2 separate regions of the Rattus norvegicus genome follow, and region 2 is linked to region 1. The links are chromatin contacts, called in public Hi-C maps. All regions are on one chromosome and are shown on one strand. Each heading gives the region's core, a stretch centred on a gene start, on an enhancer-like site or on the middle of the called end of the contact. The rest is flanking DNA. Distances are from core to core; before and after follow the strand shown.

Region 1 (6,975 bases), core at 2,669-5,168:
CTCTCCTGTGGCAGTTTAGAGCCCTTAAGATGTTCAACAGTTGAGCCCTGCACTTGACCTTGAACAGTTATTTGTGGGAAGCACAGTGCTTCCAGCCTGGAATCCCACACTGAAGCTGAGGCAGGAGGATTGGTGCAAGTTTGGGGCTGACTGATTCCTATTCTTGACCTGGACAAAAGTTTGAGCTGAGCATAGTATAATCACACCTGTAGTCTCAGCACTGGGGAAACTGAGGCAGGAGGATTGGTGCAATTCCAAGCCAGCATGGCCTATAATATGAGATCTTGCCACAAAAAAGAAAGAAAGAAAGAAAGAAAGAAAGAAAGAAAGAAAGAAAGGAAGGAAGGAAGGAAGAAAGAAAGAAAGAATAAAAAAGTTTCAGGCAAGACCAAATGTCCTGAGCATGGCCAAGGGGCTGAAGCCACAGCCCAGATGTTTCCTTTCCTGCTGTGCAGTCACCACGTTCTCCTGTGTAGGCTCCTTGTGTCACCAAAGGGAAGAGTTTGTTCTGCCCACCTCTCCTTACTGCGGGTATCAAGATTAACACTGTTGTTTAGTCTGCTGTCATGTGTTTGTGCATGTGTGTGCTCGAGTGAGTTTATATGCACCACATGTGTGCGGGAGCCCTCAGAGGGCAGAAGAGGATGAGGTTGTGGGTACTGGGAACCATGCTCTGGGCTTCTGCAGGGGCAGCAGTGCTTTTAAACAACAAGCCACCTCTCCAGCCCTGTGGTTTACATTTTAAAGGAGACTCAAGGTGTTTGGCATTCCATATAGACAGTGAGCTTACTGTTTGGTGTGTCAAAAGCTAAAGAGATGGAGGGGAAATGGAAATGGAGACAGCGTAGCCAGTAATGTGTTTGTGGTATAAGCAGGAGGACCTGACTTTGATCCCTAGAACCTCTGAAAAGACTGTCAGAGTGGTAACCCTTAGCCCTGGAAAGTGGCAGGACAGGTGGCTTCTTGGAGCTTGCTGGCCAAATTAGTGATCTCCATGTTCAGTAACAGACCCTGTCTCAAAGAACTATGGTGAGGAGCAACTGAGGAAGACACCTGATTCTGACCTTTCGCCTCCATGACATGGCACTCGTGCGCACATGTGCACACACATATAAACACAGCCAGTTATAGGTGAGCTGAACTGGGTATGGCACACCTCATAGGGTGGTCAGAGAAGAATCTTGAGGCCTGCTACTCTTCGACATTAAAAATAAATCTCTTTTACTACTGTCACATAACTTTGAAGGGAAAACAAGATACAGAGAAGAGAAGAATCTGTTTTCTTTGATGCTCTGAGGAAAAAGCTTCGAAAGAGCATGCTGGAATTCTCGTGGTGACGGCCAGGAAAGGATTCTGCTAATCCCATGTGCACATGTAGTTTACACTCCCCTCTTCCCCTCCTCCCCCCTCCTCCTCCTCCCCCTCCTCCTCTCATACCCCTCTTCCCTCCCTCCTCCTCCTCCTCCTCCTCCTCCTCCTCCTCCTCCTCCTCCTCCTCCTCCTCCTCCTCCTCCACCTGTCAGTTTTCCTCACAGAAAGGCAGAATTCACATTGTCCCTAGTCTGTTGCCTCTCAGGGCGCATCAATGCCTCTCACAGTTCCTTTGATCAGTGTGATTTTTAAGTTTCTGGGTTTCTACTGTATCAATTGATGACTAGTTGAGTGTATTATATTTATGAATTTAGGGGATCCTTTGACGTCCCTGTACTCTTACCACCTGCCCTGATACCCTGACATTGGGTCTGCCCAAACTGCCTGGCTCCATGTAGGGCATTTAGCGTTGACCTGCTGTTGGGTGAATTTCGTCCCCTCAATCAGATCTTGGCTTCCAGATTTCAGTCACCAAAATAAGCAGGCAATTTAAACTGGTTGACTTGCCTCTGGGTCCAAATGAGCATTGTTTAAGCCTAAGTTGCTTGAGTTGTCTTTAAAACCAAAGGCCAATCCTTGTCTTTCTGAAATAGAAGGTTTTATTTCTTGGTGACACAGAAGTAAGCCGGCCCCTTCCCTCCTTCTGCTCACAGGTATACGTGGCAGCCTTCGCCATCTCTGCATATGCATCCAGCTACTTCCGGGCAGGCAGCAAGCCATTTAACCCGGTCCTTGGAGAAACGTACGAATGCATCCGACAGGACAAGGGTTTCCAGTTTTTTGCCGAGCAGGTGATGTGTGCCCTTTGTGTTTGTGGAGAGCATTGCTTTGCCTGCTATTTAATGTGCTTCTGAAATATTTATTTCCCCCTTTTGCTGGTTTCAAAAGGACTGAGATAATTACAGACTTAGCCACATAAAACCAAGGATCCATTTTCTCCCCATGGAAGCCCAGCTACCATCCACGGTACACAGGCCTCAGTAGCTCTGAGCACCTGCTGGGTTACATGCAGCAGCAGCAGCAGCAGCAGCAGCAGCAGCAGCAGCAGCAGCAGCAGCAGCAGCAGCAGCAACATTTGTTCTCCTTCAGATCATTAGCAAAAGGATGTGCCGAGGTGCACAACCTCTGACCAGAGTGTGACCTAGAGGTTGAAAGTGTGTTTGAACAGTTAGCTCCACCATTAATGAAGCCCGGCTGCCTGCCTCTCAGAGTGGGCATGGCCATATCATTTCAATGGCCTAGAGTTTTATTCAAGAAGAATCACTCACGTGTGTATTTATTCCTTAGAGTAATAAGCTATGTCTTTTTTTTAAATGTTTACTGTGTGCCTGGTACTATTGCAGATGCCCAGACCCCACAGTGGAGTGGGAGGCCATAGAGACAGACAAGAGACCCTGTCCTCACGTAATGGATGAGCATGTTGTCCTTATGTGGCCTGGGGTCCACTAGATCCTTCCATGGACGTTAGCAGGGAAGGCCCAGGAGCCTCACAGCTCACATTAGGAGTGCAGTTCTGTTTCTATAGGCTGCGGGACTCAGGGCAAGTTACTGAACCTCTTTCTGCTTCAGTCTCCTCTTTGAAGTGGGGGTGACAGCTACAGTCAGTGATCTGTGGGGATAGAGGAGGGTCTGGTCTATGAAGTGTGGCTGCTCTGTGAGATGCCTGTCCTCATTGCTGTGCGAGGGCTGTCGTGTCCCGGGGAATGAATACCCCGTGTGTTTGCCCATGTGGAACACTCCTTCAGCTAAAATAGACATCGTACCTTTAGAAAGATGAAAACCACCTCTCTCCCCTTTCAGGAGACTAGTCATCGTTGCTTTGAAATATTTCTCTCCCAACTCCTAGAAAACTGAGGAGAAAGAGGAAGTGGGGGTTGCTAAAACACTTTGCTCTGATTATTTTTGTCAATGGATTTGCATTATAGGACTGGGAGAGACGCGTGGTGAGCTTGGCTTTTCTGCCGCCCACTCTTTGCCTCTCTTTTTCTTTGAGATGATCTCACTGCAGATGCAGTCTGGCCTCAAACAACTCTCTTCTTGCCTCAACCTTTTGAGTAAAGGGATTATGGGTCCAAACCACCACACCCAACCTCCAAGAAACTGAAGAATATGCTGCTTTTCTTAATATAGTATAGGCTGGGAGCAGTCATGCCTCAGGTAGGAGGGTTGACAGTTCAAATCCAATCTCGGCTCCATAGAGGGTTCTAGAGCAACTTAGGCTGCCCTATCTCAGAAAAAAAAGAAAATCATGAAAACCAAATCCTAAAACCATTGTGTCCCCTGGAACTCAGAGGACAATGAATATACAAAAGCCCAGAAGTGTATCACCAGTGTCTTCCCAGGTGAAAATAAGATAAATATTGCTTAATATGGGCAGGTGGGGGCTAAATCAGTAGGTAAGGGATCCAGTAATCGGTCTGATTCAAATTCAGTTGGGTTATTTAAATACCAAACTCAAAATGGAACAAGAATAAATGAAAACATGATTCGGTTACCATGGTGTTATATGCACTCTTGTGAAGGAAAAAAAAAAATGAAGGCCCAAAATAGCCCCAAACTACAGCTGACAATCAGGGCAGGAGGAAGAGCTGTGAGGGGAGAGGGGCATGTGCTGTGGAAAGGTGAGTGGCAGTCCTCGAGCTCAGGAGCGGTGGCACCAGTCACCGGATCTGCCAGCACATCTGCTGTGGCGCGGCCTGGGTCCAAGGACAGGTGCCCATGTACTCAGAGAGATCACCAGAGAGCGCCAGATACCTTGGTCTGTATGAACTGGGTCCTGAGGCAAAAAGCAAAAGAGGCTGGCTGTTGTTTGCAGCACAGGCCGGGCCCGTTTGCTCAGTGTGCAGCCTTGCATATGCAACCTCAGACCTTGGAACCTTGACTGTGCCCTCTTCCAATGGGAGTAACAATTCATGGCCCATAGAAGGAGGCTGGGACAATAATACACTGACATGAAAGAATGCATGGTTATTGCTCTTATATTTAGAGAGAACTTTTAAACACCTTTAAATAGAGTGTTAAGAATAGTTTAAGGGGAGTGACGGAAGCCTAGGAGGTAGGGTAAGATCTGCTGTACCCCCCTGCTAGCACAAGAGTCTGAGTGCTGCTGGTCAGACAAAGAACAAGCTCTCAGGCAGCCTTATGCTGGCTTTGCTGTCATAATGACCACTGGTCCTGGTAGAGACAGAGCCATATCCTTTGTCTGGATTTTAGCCTTATGGCTTAAATGGCTGCTGCTTTTAGTGTACCCAGGAAAAGCTGAGCCTCCTGGGACTGGGATGCTACCACTGTATGTATTTGCTGGGACAGGCGGATTTTCCCCATTAGCAGGTTATGTGGGAAATAGGAATATAATCACAGGAGAGTATACAATGTGAAAATATGTCTTCTGCCATAGAAGTGATCATGGCTTAGGTTAGAGTCTCCTATTTCTGGGGTGCTGGGCACACCTCAGCTCTTCGTGTGCACACACACACACTCACACACACACACACATACACACACACACACACACACACACCTTCCTCCTGTCCTTATGCAAGTCTTCACTCAATGACACTGTATACGAAGCCCTCTACTGTGATGTATCTAAGACATAGCATCCTTGTCATTTTATGTCCCTACCTGCTTGTGTGGCTTTTCTGCTTCTGGCCCAGGAGACCATTTGCCCAATGGAAGCAGCGTGGGGCTGCACTTGTCCAGTATGAGCAGGTGACAAGCTTTTGAAATTTGGGGGGATTCCAATTGGATCCCTTGGAACTGAAACTATGAGAAGTTATGCCCACTTAGTGCGGTATTAGGAACCAAACTCCTGTCCACTGCAAGAACAGCAGGAACTCTTAGCTGCTTAACCCTCAATCCACCCCCCACCCCCTTTATAACCCTTCTTTCTTTTTCCTGGCTTAAGATGTAGTAAAAACAGAGATGGATGAGGTTACCCTACTCAGGATGCTAAGGCAGGAGGATCCCAAGTTTCAAAAACAAAGAATCGAGACTAAAAAATTAGCAAAGACACAGCCATTTGGGCTATCTCTTCCTGTGCAGAGAGGCTTCCAGCCCCAAAGATCAAGCATCAGCTGTGAATGGGCTCATTCTAAAGGTGTTCATTCAAATGGACAAGCCCTAGACTTTCAAACTGGTGTCTTGTAGTGTTCACATCTGAAGACACTGAGAATAGGTGTTAGCATCAGTGTGTCGAAGTCAAAACAGTCTCTGACTTCACTCTACAGAGAAATGCAGCACAGGAAAGTTAGAAAGGTCAGATTAGAAAAAAAAAACGTTTTAAAATAGTGACAGGATATTTGTTGCCTTGAAAATGAAGCCTGTGGAATGGACAGACAGTCATGGGAGATCTGTTAGGAGGATTCTATAAGAATCCAGTCAGGTAGGAGCAGTCAGGGTGAGGAAAAGTAGTCAGATTCTGTATCTATTGTGAGGTTTCAGCAGGTAGACTGTGACTTTTTTGATTGATTATTTGGGGCTCTCAGGGGTTGGGGATTTAGCTCAGTGGTAGAGCGCTTGCCTAACAAGCGCAAGGCCCTGGGTTCGGTCCCCAGCTCCGAAAAAAAGAAAAGAAAAAAAAAAAAAGATTATTTGGGGCTCTCACATCATGTACCCTGATTGCATTCACCTCCTACTCTTCCTGTCTGCCCCCCTCCTGCGCCCCTTGACCTCTGCTCTCCAAAAAAAGAGGGGGGTGGATGGGAGAAAAACAACTATTCCGTGTTGTTCACATACTCACTGGAGCATGGTGGAATTCCTAGTGGCCCCACCCCTTTCAGGAGAGATGGCCCCGCCTCTCACCAGCCACTGAGGGGCTCCTACTAGTCGATGGTTTCTGGAGGCGTGGATGCAAGCAGAGAAAGATTTTTTTTTTCTTTAAGTGGTCTTGAAAAGGCACCTGAAGGGTTTAGGAGGCACAGGAGTGACATCTTTGGATGCAGTCCCTGCTGTGCACAGAGAGAGCACACCGTGGGTTCTGGGACCAGGCATAGCACATCAACTGGGAAGGTAGTGGGCAGCAGGTTCTATGCCAAAAGCCCCTGCTTCCTAGTTTATAACATAAGGTTAATGAAGACAGGAGACTACTCTGTCTTCATGAAACAATTACAACTCCGTCTCTCCTGAGCCAGGAAGAAATCACTCAGTGTAAAGGTGCCTGCCTCCAAGCCTGACGATCTGAGTTCCAGTCCTTAGACCCACATGGCCACACTGACCTACGAATTGTCTGCTGACCTCCACACGCTAACACTTAATACCCAAACAAATGCAAAAGAAGTTTAAAAAATTTAAACACACACACACATACACACACACACACCCCTTTTGAGTTCATCTAAAGGCAATTGACCAAACCCCATTTTATTGATCTGCTATCATGGTTTTAAAAGATCATGTGTGTATTCTTATCAGATGTGTATATCACAGGATCTTCTTTAGTCCCTATGGGCTGTTGCTTCTCCCTATATGGCGAGGTATCCAAGGCCTTCCACAGGACCCACATACTTCTCCCTATTTTATAAGATGCAGAACTATCACAGAGCAGGGACATGGTGTTTGAATACCACAGTTTGCTTTGAAGTTTGTATTTGGTGATCGTCATAA
Region 2 (7,140 bases), core at 715-3,214, 150 kb before region 1:
ACTTATTAACTGCCTTCAGTACTGACAGGAACACACCATCAGCTTGGGAGAAAGAGAAGAAAAATCCAAGGAAAGGATGTCAGTTTAAACAAGAAAACCATAGCTTTCTGTCCAACCTTTGGCTACCAGGCCATTTGGTGCAGGCTCTGACCTCGTTGGGTTCCGGGTAGCTATGAATTAGGCTCAACACACACACACACACACACACACACACACAAATATATGTATATGTAGTTCTGTAATTGTGTAATCTGGAGTATGAACTCTGCAGATGATAAACATAGTTTACAAAGTCCAAAGGTTGACTTCCCCTGCAGTAAAGACATTTCTTTGGGATAAAAGGTCCGTCTCCTGTAGGAAAGCTAACCCAGATGCAACAAGATGATCGGGAAGTGGGGAGAGGAAAAGAGGAAGAGAGGATGTCTTAAGAAAGAGTTACTAGAAGGGAGTGTGACTCAGGCACCTGAGCTGGGCGTGGGCAAGGTGCCTCAGGCCTGCTCCTCAGTTGGTGCTCCTTCCTGTTTGCAGCAGTTTAGGAAGCCCAGCACCATTCATACTAAGATCACCAACCAAGTGCTAGGGGCTCACAACATTTAGAGAATCTGCCTTAGCCAGACTTCCCTGGCCACCTGCCAGAGCCAAAGCAGACAGTCCCAGAGAGTGTATCCGTGGAAGGTTCCAGAAAGTGAATATCCAAATGTAGTGAATGAAACGTGGTTTATATAGATGTGGGAAAGAGCCTCAGACACATTAATTCAGGGTCAGACTGGCAATGTCAGTGGCGGTTGGTAGCCGGCGGCTGGTTTATGTACTTGGCATTCTGGAACATCTAGAGTGTCAGCTGAACCAAAGGAGTCAGCATGCCCAGTTCGGTGAGGAAGGCCAGATGGATCTTAAAGGGGTTTAATTCTTACCATCCGCAGTTCCTACTGCCTGAGAGCTGCCGAGTTCTTCCTCTTTTGGGAGGACTTTGGGAAGTCCTCCTAGAGGCCTTCAGGGGCTACTCCCATCACCCATTCCTTCCAAAGCTCTCTGCATGGCACTGTCTCCGTGCTAACAGTTCACCAACGTTTTCCTGATTATGTATGTATGTATACTCTCTTTGGTTTATCGTCTGCTCCCTCTCTAAAATGTAGGTTCTGAGAGGGCAGAAACCCTGTGTGCCTTTACCGCAGGTGCAGGGTCCCATCTGTTCCTGGCATTTATCATTCTCTGCCCACCGGGCCACCTGCGGCGCTGGACTCATGTGCGATTTGCAAATTGACCTCAAATTATCAGTGACTGGCGTCCAAGCTAGGATTCTGGCAAGTGGGCAGTGAAGTCGGATGGGCCTGGACCTCTAGCCAGATGCTCCTGCGTTTCGTAACTACATTGTGTCTTCTTTTCTAGTTCATGAACCGGGACTGTAACAACAACAACAACAACAACAACAACAACAACAACAAAAACAAAAACAACAACAACAACACCTTTCTCCCCTCCTGTCTCCTCTGTAACCCCTCTCCAATCTAGAAAACTGCTTCTGGGGGGCCAGGTCCCTAGTGTCCGAACCCAGTTTTAGACATCTTGTGCCTAACCCCCTTGGCTCACACACATTTCTCCTTTATTCTCAGCCCTTTTCAGTGTTCAGGTGATTATTGTCCGTTGGACTACTTGAGTCCCCTGGAATCTTCTCCTTAAAACAGCTCCTTCTGCGCGAACCTCAACTTCCTCCTAAGTCATTCAAAAAATATTTACTAAGAGCCTAGGGGCGCACACAGCCCTGGGATGCTGGGAGCCGCTGCCCCGCCCAGCCACACCTACCATCACCCTCCGCCCCTGCACACGCCCTGAACCCTTGCTGGCGTCACGGAATCCGCCTGCAGCTTCCAAGTCCAACGCCTCACCGCCTTTCCCGGATGACTCCTGATTGGTGGGAGTGGGAGCCACTCTGCTGCCCCCCGCCCTTTTCATATTGTTCCGCCCCGTGGAGAACTCAGGCTCCTCCTCCTAGCTCCCTCCCCTCGCCCCAGCTCTTCAGCTAATTGCCCGGCAGCGCGCGCCCTAAAGTTCTAGGCAAAGTATTGAGAACTGGTCGCCGGATCGCACACTGGCCAGTGGCACGGGACCAGGGACCCCAGCACCAGGAGAACTGGTGCGGGGCGCGGGCTCCCGCCCACCATCTGTCGACAAGCAGCGCTCGGCGCCCCAGTCTCCTGCGGCTGGTTCTGGAACTGCCGTCGGCTGAGACTTGCTTGGGACCCGAGAAACCGGGTTTGTGTCCTTCCCGGTCTGAAGCAGGCACAGGGGAACCGAGCAGTGTCTCCAGCAGTGAACACTCAGGTGAGCAACAGGGCGTCCGCCAGGCTGGGGTTGAGGTGTAGTGGGGGCTCCGGGAAGGTTCGGGGATGCAGCCATTCTCTAGGGTTCAGAGTGTGTCTGTGGTGATCCCTGGAAGCCCCGGTCCACGGGGCAGACCTGAGACTAGGAGGTCGCCTGCGGTGGGTGTAAGGGCCAGTTTTCTGTGATGAAGCACTCTGGCGTTGCTCATCCTGGAGTTACAGCCTAGCGGGGATGGACCGGGAAGGAGAGGATCTTAGGAGCCTGCGTGCGGGTGCATGAGGATGCCGCGCAGAGGAGCTGTCCCGGGCACAGCCTGGCGCGGTGCCGGGGCGGGAGGCACAGGAAACCTGTTTAATTGGGCCAGGAGGGAGGCTTTACCACATCCGAGAGCTTGGAGCCCGGCGGTGCAGGCACCTCGCTCTTCCGCCTCCCCAGCCAGGTCACAGCGCTCCACCGTGTCTAAACTGGGACCGAGAGCACCCTTCCCTTGGGGCTTCAAGCACTCAGCGGGCGTTTGCTGCCTCTGGCGTCGCCCGTGGCATTGTCTTGTGTCTTTCAGACACTTCTTAACCAGCCTTGTGCCTCCCAGACTGTTGGAGCTGAGAGGGACATAAAGTTGTTTCTCACCTTGTCTCTGGGTACTGGGCTGGGGCATTGGAGCCCCCTCGGATGTCGCAGTGTCCTAGGAATCTGATTACTGGATGAGGACCTTTAGGTACTGTATTTTATTTACGCTGTACCTGCAAAAGATGGTTTCAGAGACGGGCAAGCATAGGTCTGACTTTAGGTCATGCACACTCAACCCTTAAAGCATCATAGAAGGTGAGGACCTCCTTTTGGCCGCCGGAGACCTTCAGACAGATTGCAGTGCATCCAAACTAAATGTCCATTCTCCCCATCAACTCCACACTGCACTGTTTGCAGCTCTTCACAGTGCTTAAAGCTGCCTGGAGTCATCTGCTTGCTTTTTCCATCTACCAGCCTTCTTCCGCTGCTAGGATGCAAAGTCCTGGGAAAACAGAGCCCAGGTCCTATTCCTCGGTCTATCTATCCTCAGTGTTAAGAATGCAGCCTACCCACACTACACACTACACATTTATGGAATGAGTAAACGTTAACGTCTTCATAATCCGAGAATATTGATTTCACAGCTGGTTTGGATTTTCATCTTTTTTTCTTTTTTTTTAATTGGGAAAATTAATAAATGGCAGTAACTCGTGCTGATGAGCACCCACTAACCATCAAGGTGTTTGCTGGGAGCTTTGTGCATATAGATGATCACTGACATCATAGTAGTTTGATTAGCTAGATTTTTTAAAAGTCTCCTATTTTAGATGTATTGTGTGTGTGTGTGTTCACAACCTCGTGCGTGTGCATACAGGTGTGTGATGGTTAGAGGACTTTAGGAGCCCCCCCCCCCCCCCCCGTGGGATCCAGGTATCAGGCTTGCTAACAGCTGCCTTTTACTCAAGGACCCGTCCCTCTGACCCAAGCTACACATTTTTAACATTTAAGGCTCTTGTGGGTTAACCAGTTGTCCTAAGGTTATCTGGGCAGTACTATGACTCTAGCCTCTTTTTTATTATGAAGAGTTACTTATTTTTAAATAACTAATTAATTAATTCTATCCCAAATGATGCCCCTTCCAGCCACTCCTTTTTTTTTTTTTTTTTTTTTTTTTGGTTCTTTTTTTCGGAGCTGGGGACAGAACCCAGGGCCTTGCGCTTCCTAGGCAAGCGCTCTACCACTGAGCTAAATCCCCAACCCCGGGTTAGTTACTTCTAAGAGATGAAAATATGGTTTCCACTTTCACAGGCAGTGGACATGTTGTTCCGCTGAAAGAGTCACCGTTTAATCCCTGAGATCCATTTTCGGTAATGACTAATAGTTGTAGGCCAGATAATAGCAGACTGCACAGGACGAATTATGTCATAATCTTGACAGGCTCTGTCACCTGAGGAAACTACAGCTAGGTTCAGGAATTTGCCTTGGGCCAGTAGCACTTCCCTGAGTTCTTCCTTATCTCTCTGACTCTAAACCCTTAGCACCTTCCCTCATACTCTGATGTCTCTTGTCCCACTGTTTAATCGGTGTTAAGCCAGTGACGGAGCCCAGTGGTAAGATGTGCTAATGATATTGGAGACTGGGCTGTAAGCTTTGTGGTGCCTGCATCACATGTGTCAGATACACTGTTTCTGAGTGGTGCAGGGTCCCACTGCATTGGTTTTTGTGGTTAAGTACATGGTTTGTGAGCCTGATCCATCAGGGGCTTTTAGTAGGGAGGAAAGGATCCCCTTTCATCTGGATCTGGAAAGGAGTCAGGCTATTCCTCCCCCATACCCCCCACCCCTGTGGTAAATGAGCTCCCAGTGCCCATCTCCAATCCTTTTGGAAAGTGCTGGAAAGCTTTGCCTCAGATGCAGAAGCCACTCACCCCAGAAGGCTCTGAGGTGACTTTTCCGTAAAGAGCATTTAGCTCTTTCCACCCTTGCGTGTGAAGCTGAGGTTGTGGAGAGATTTGGAAAGAGATGGTATGATTGCCTGCTAAAGGGCCTAGTTAGCAAGGAGGGAGGAGGAGGGCTGTGGGCATCCCCTCTTCCTTCAGCTTCCAGACAGTTTTGGGGTAATACAGTTCTCCCTGCATGAGGGTCTGGATAACCCATCACTTGATTTATAATGTACTTCTTGGCAGGGCTACCTTTTCTTAATTGACATTTCCCTTTCATGAGCTCTGGGGAGGGCTGGATTTGAATGCTCTGGAAGTGAGGGGGTTGTGAGACATCAGGGCCTGGTGGGAGCTGTTAAGCTGAAAGCACTTTCCAGGCATGACTGAGAGCCACGGTTTCCTGCAAACCCCAGTTCTGCCGGTTTCCTGCAAACCCCAGTTCTGCCTACATCCACGCATTCATCAGTTTGCTCTAGAAACTTCTCTCTTGCCTTCTCAGTTACAACTGTTCAGGCCGCATTCCTGCTTCCCTCCACCCTTGTCTCAGGATCTTGCTTGTGTTTTTGTAGCCTCCTCTTTCGTAGCCTCCTTGGTGCCTTAGTTAAGGGATATCACTCTGCCCTAACATTGTGTACAGGTGGATTTGCCTTCTTTTCTCTTGTCTAGCTTGTGTAGTCAGCCAGACTGTTTAAGAACTGTCATTGTTGCATTCTAGAAAATTCCTGGGTGGCTTTTCGAGTTACTAACAATATTAGTTTAGCAGCACTTTGAACTTGAGGTGGAGAGCCCTGTCATGGATGTTGGTATCACCTCTCTGCTCTTTACAAGCCTCATCAGAGCCTGTGAGTTGTGCCTCAGCGACCAGGTGTACTGCAGGAAAGGCTCGGTTCTGTTTGCTGTTACTAAACGTTGGAGCTGAGGGTCAAACCCCACGTCCTTCCACTGCCCAGTTAGCGTAGACTCCTGAGCCCGGCTCGGATTTGGGGTCTTGGAGATTCAGCCTTGCTTTCGCTCCAGCATTTGTGGTCTGCGTGCTGGTAACCTGAACCTCGTCACCAGAACGCTTGGTCTTTCATGCGTGCCTGTTGCCTTCAGTGCTTTCTCACTGCCGTACTCTCTGTAAGAACTGTCTTAATCAGGGTTTCCATTGCTGTGAACAGACACCATGGCCAAAGCAACTCTTGTAAGGGACAGCTTTTGGTGGGGGCTGGCTTACAGATTCAGAGGTTCAGTCATTGTCATCATAGCAGGCAGGAAGCATGGCAGCATCCAGGCAGGCATGGCGCTAGAGGAGCTGAGAGTTCCACATGCCCATCCAAAGGAAGCCAGGAGCACACTGTCACCCATGTGGCTATGAGGAGGGTCTCAAAGCCCACCCCCGTGATGCACGTCCTCCAACAAGGCCACACCTCCTAAATAGTGCTACTTCCTGGTCCGGGCATGGTCAAACCACCGCAAGAACGTAAGCTCAGAAAGTGCTTCCGTTAGCATAGTCTCTGAGACCCAAACCGTCAGAGCACTTAAAAAAGAGAGACAAGAACAAGACAGGGTCTAACTGTGTATCCCTGGCTGGCCTGGAACTCTGTGTAGATCAGCCTGGCTTCAAACTCTGTGTTCCACCTGCCTTTGTCTGCTGAGTGCTGGGATCAAAGCGTGCACTGTGACTAGTCTTGTCAAAACATATATTTTTTTTAAAGATTTATTTATTTATTATATATGAGTACACTGTAGCTGTCTTCAGACACACCAGAAGAGGGTATCAGATCTCATTACAGATGGTTGTGAGCCACCATGTGGTTGCTGGGATTTGAACTCAGGACCTCTGGAAGAGTCTGAGCTCTTAACCACTGAGCCATCTCTCCAGGCCCCGCCCCCCCTTTATTTTTAAAGTGGGAATGAACACCCAGTTCTGATCTCTGAAGATGCTGTTGATTCCCTTCTTTGTCTCCCTCTTTGCGTTTTTGTCTCCTGGCCCCCTTATCCCCTTGTTTTCTGGCCCATCCTTTATACTTAAATGTGTCACCCCTTTCTTTTACTCACACCATGAGGTTGTTGATGGCGACGTGTGTATGTGTGGAGTGTTTGTCTACGCTCATTCAGGCGCACACCCATGGATGTACTTGTCCTTCCTAGTGCTGTATTGGATGTGGCTTCTGGGGATCCTAACTCATGTCTTCATCTCCCCAGCCCCTGTTCCTAGATTTTAAAAGTCTCGAAGGCAAGGTGAATGGATTCTTGACATAAGGATCTGATGACCTTTTGATAGAAAACACTCAATAAAAAAAGAATATTAGACAATCATATTTGGTTACATCGTGTTAAAGAAAAGCAGCTGGAATGAGTCATTTTGTTTTCTAGTTTGTGGTTTTTGT

Evidence for each region. Hi-C and Micro-C count contacts between places; a contact is called where the count stands out from the background.
Region 2: a Hi-C map of prefrontal cortex shows a contact between it and region 1, with 2.4 times the contacts expected there. The contact joins the promoter of Osbpl3 here to the enhancer-like site in region 1. A contact is called at or near these places in 6 of 12 Hi-C or Micro-C datasets (the A7r5 cell line, the Rat2 cell line, Schwann cells and 3 more).

What each region holds. Positions count from the first base shown.
Region 1 is chr4:80,699,489-80,706,463 of GRCr8, reverse strand. It overlaps Osbpl3 (oxysterol binding protein-like 3), which reads left to right. Exons shown (of 24, transcript NM_001427811.1): 17 at 2,025-2,162. Among named protein-coding and RNA genes, the nearest start is that of Gsdme, 51 kb to the right of the region's middle. Within about 2 kb of position 3,918, at least 6 of the 93 cell types and tissues checked have an H3K27ac peak or open chromatin away from gene starts, as enhancers often do.
Region 2 is chr4:80,848,993-80,856,132 of GRCr8, reverse strand. It overlaps Osbpl3 (oxysterol binding protein-like 3), which reads left to right and starts at 1,964. Exons shown (of 24, transcript NM_001427811.1): 1 at 1,964-2,322. It overlaps LOC120102268 (a long non-coding RNA gene), which reads right to left and starts at 1,919. Exons shown (of 4, transcript XR_005503558.2): 1 at 1,804-1,919.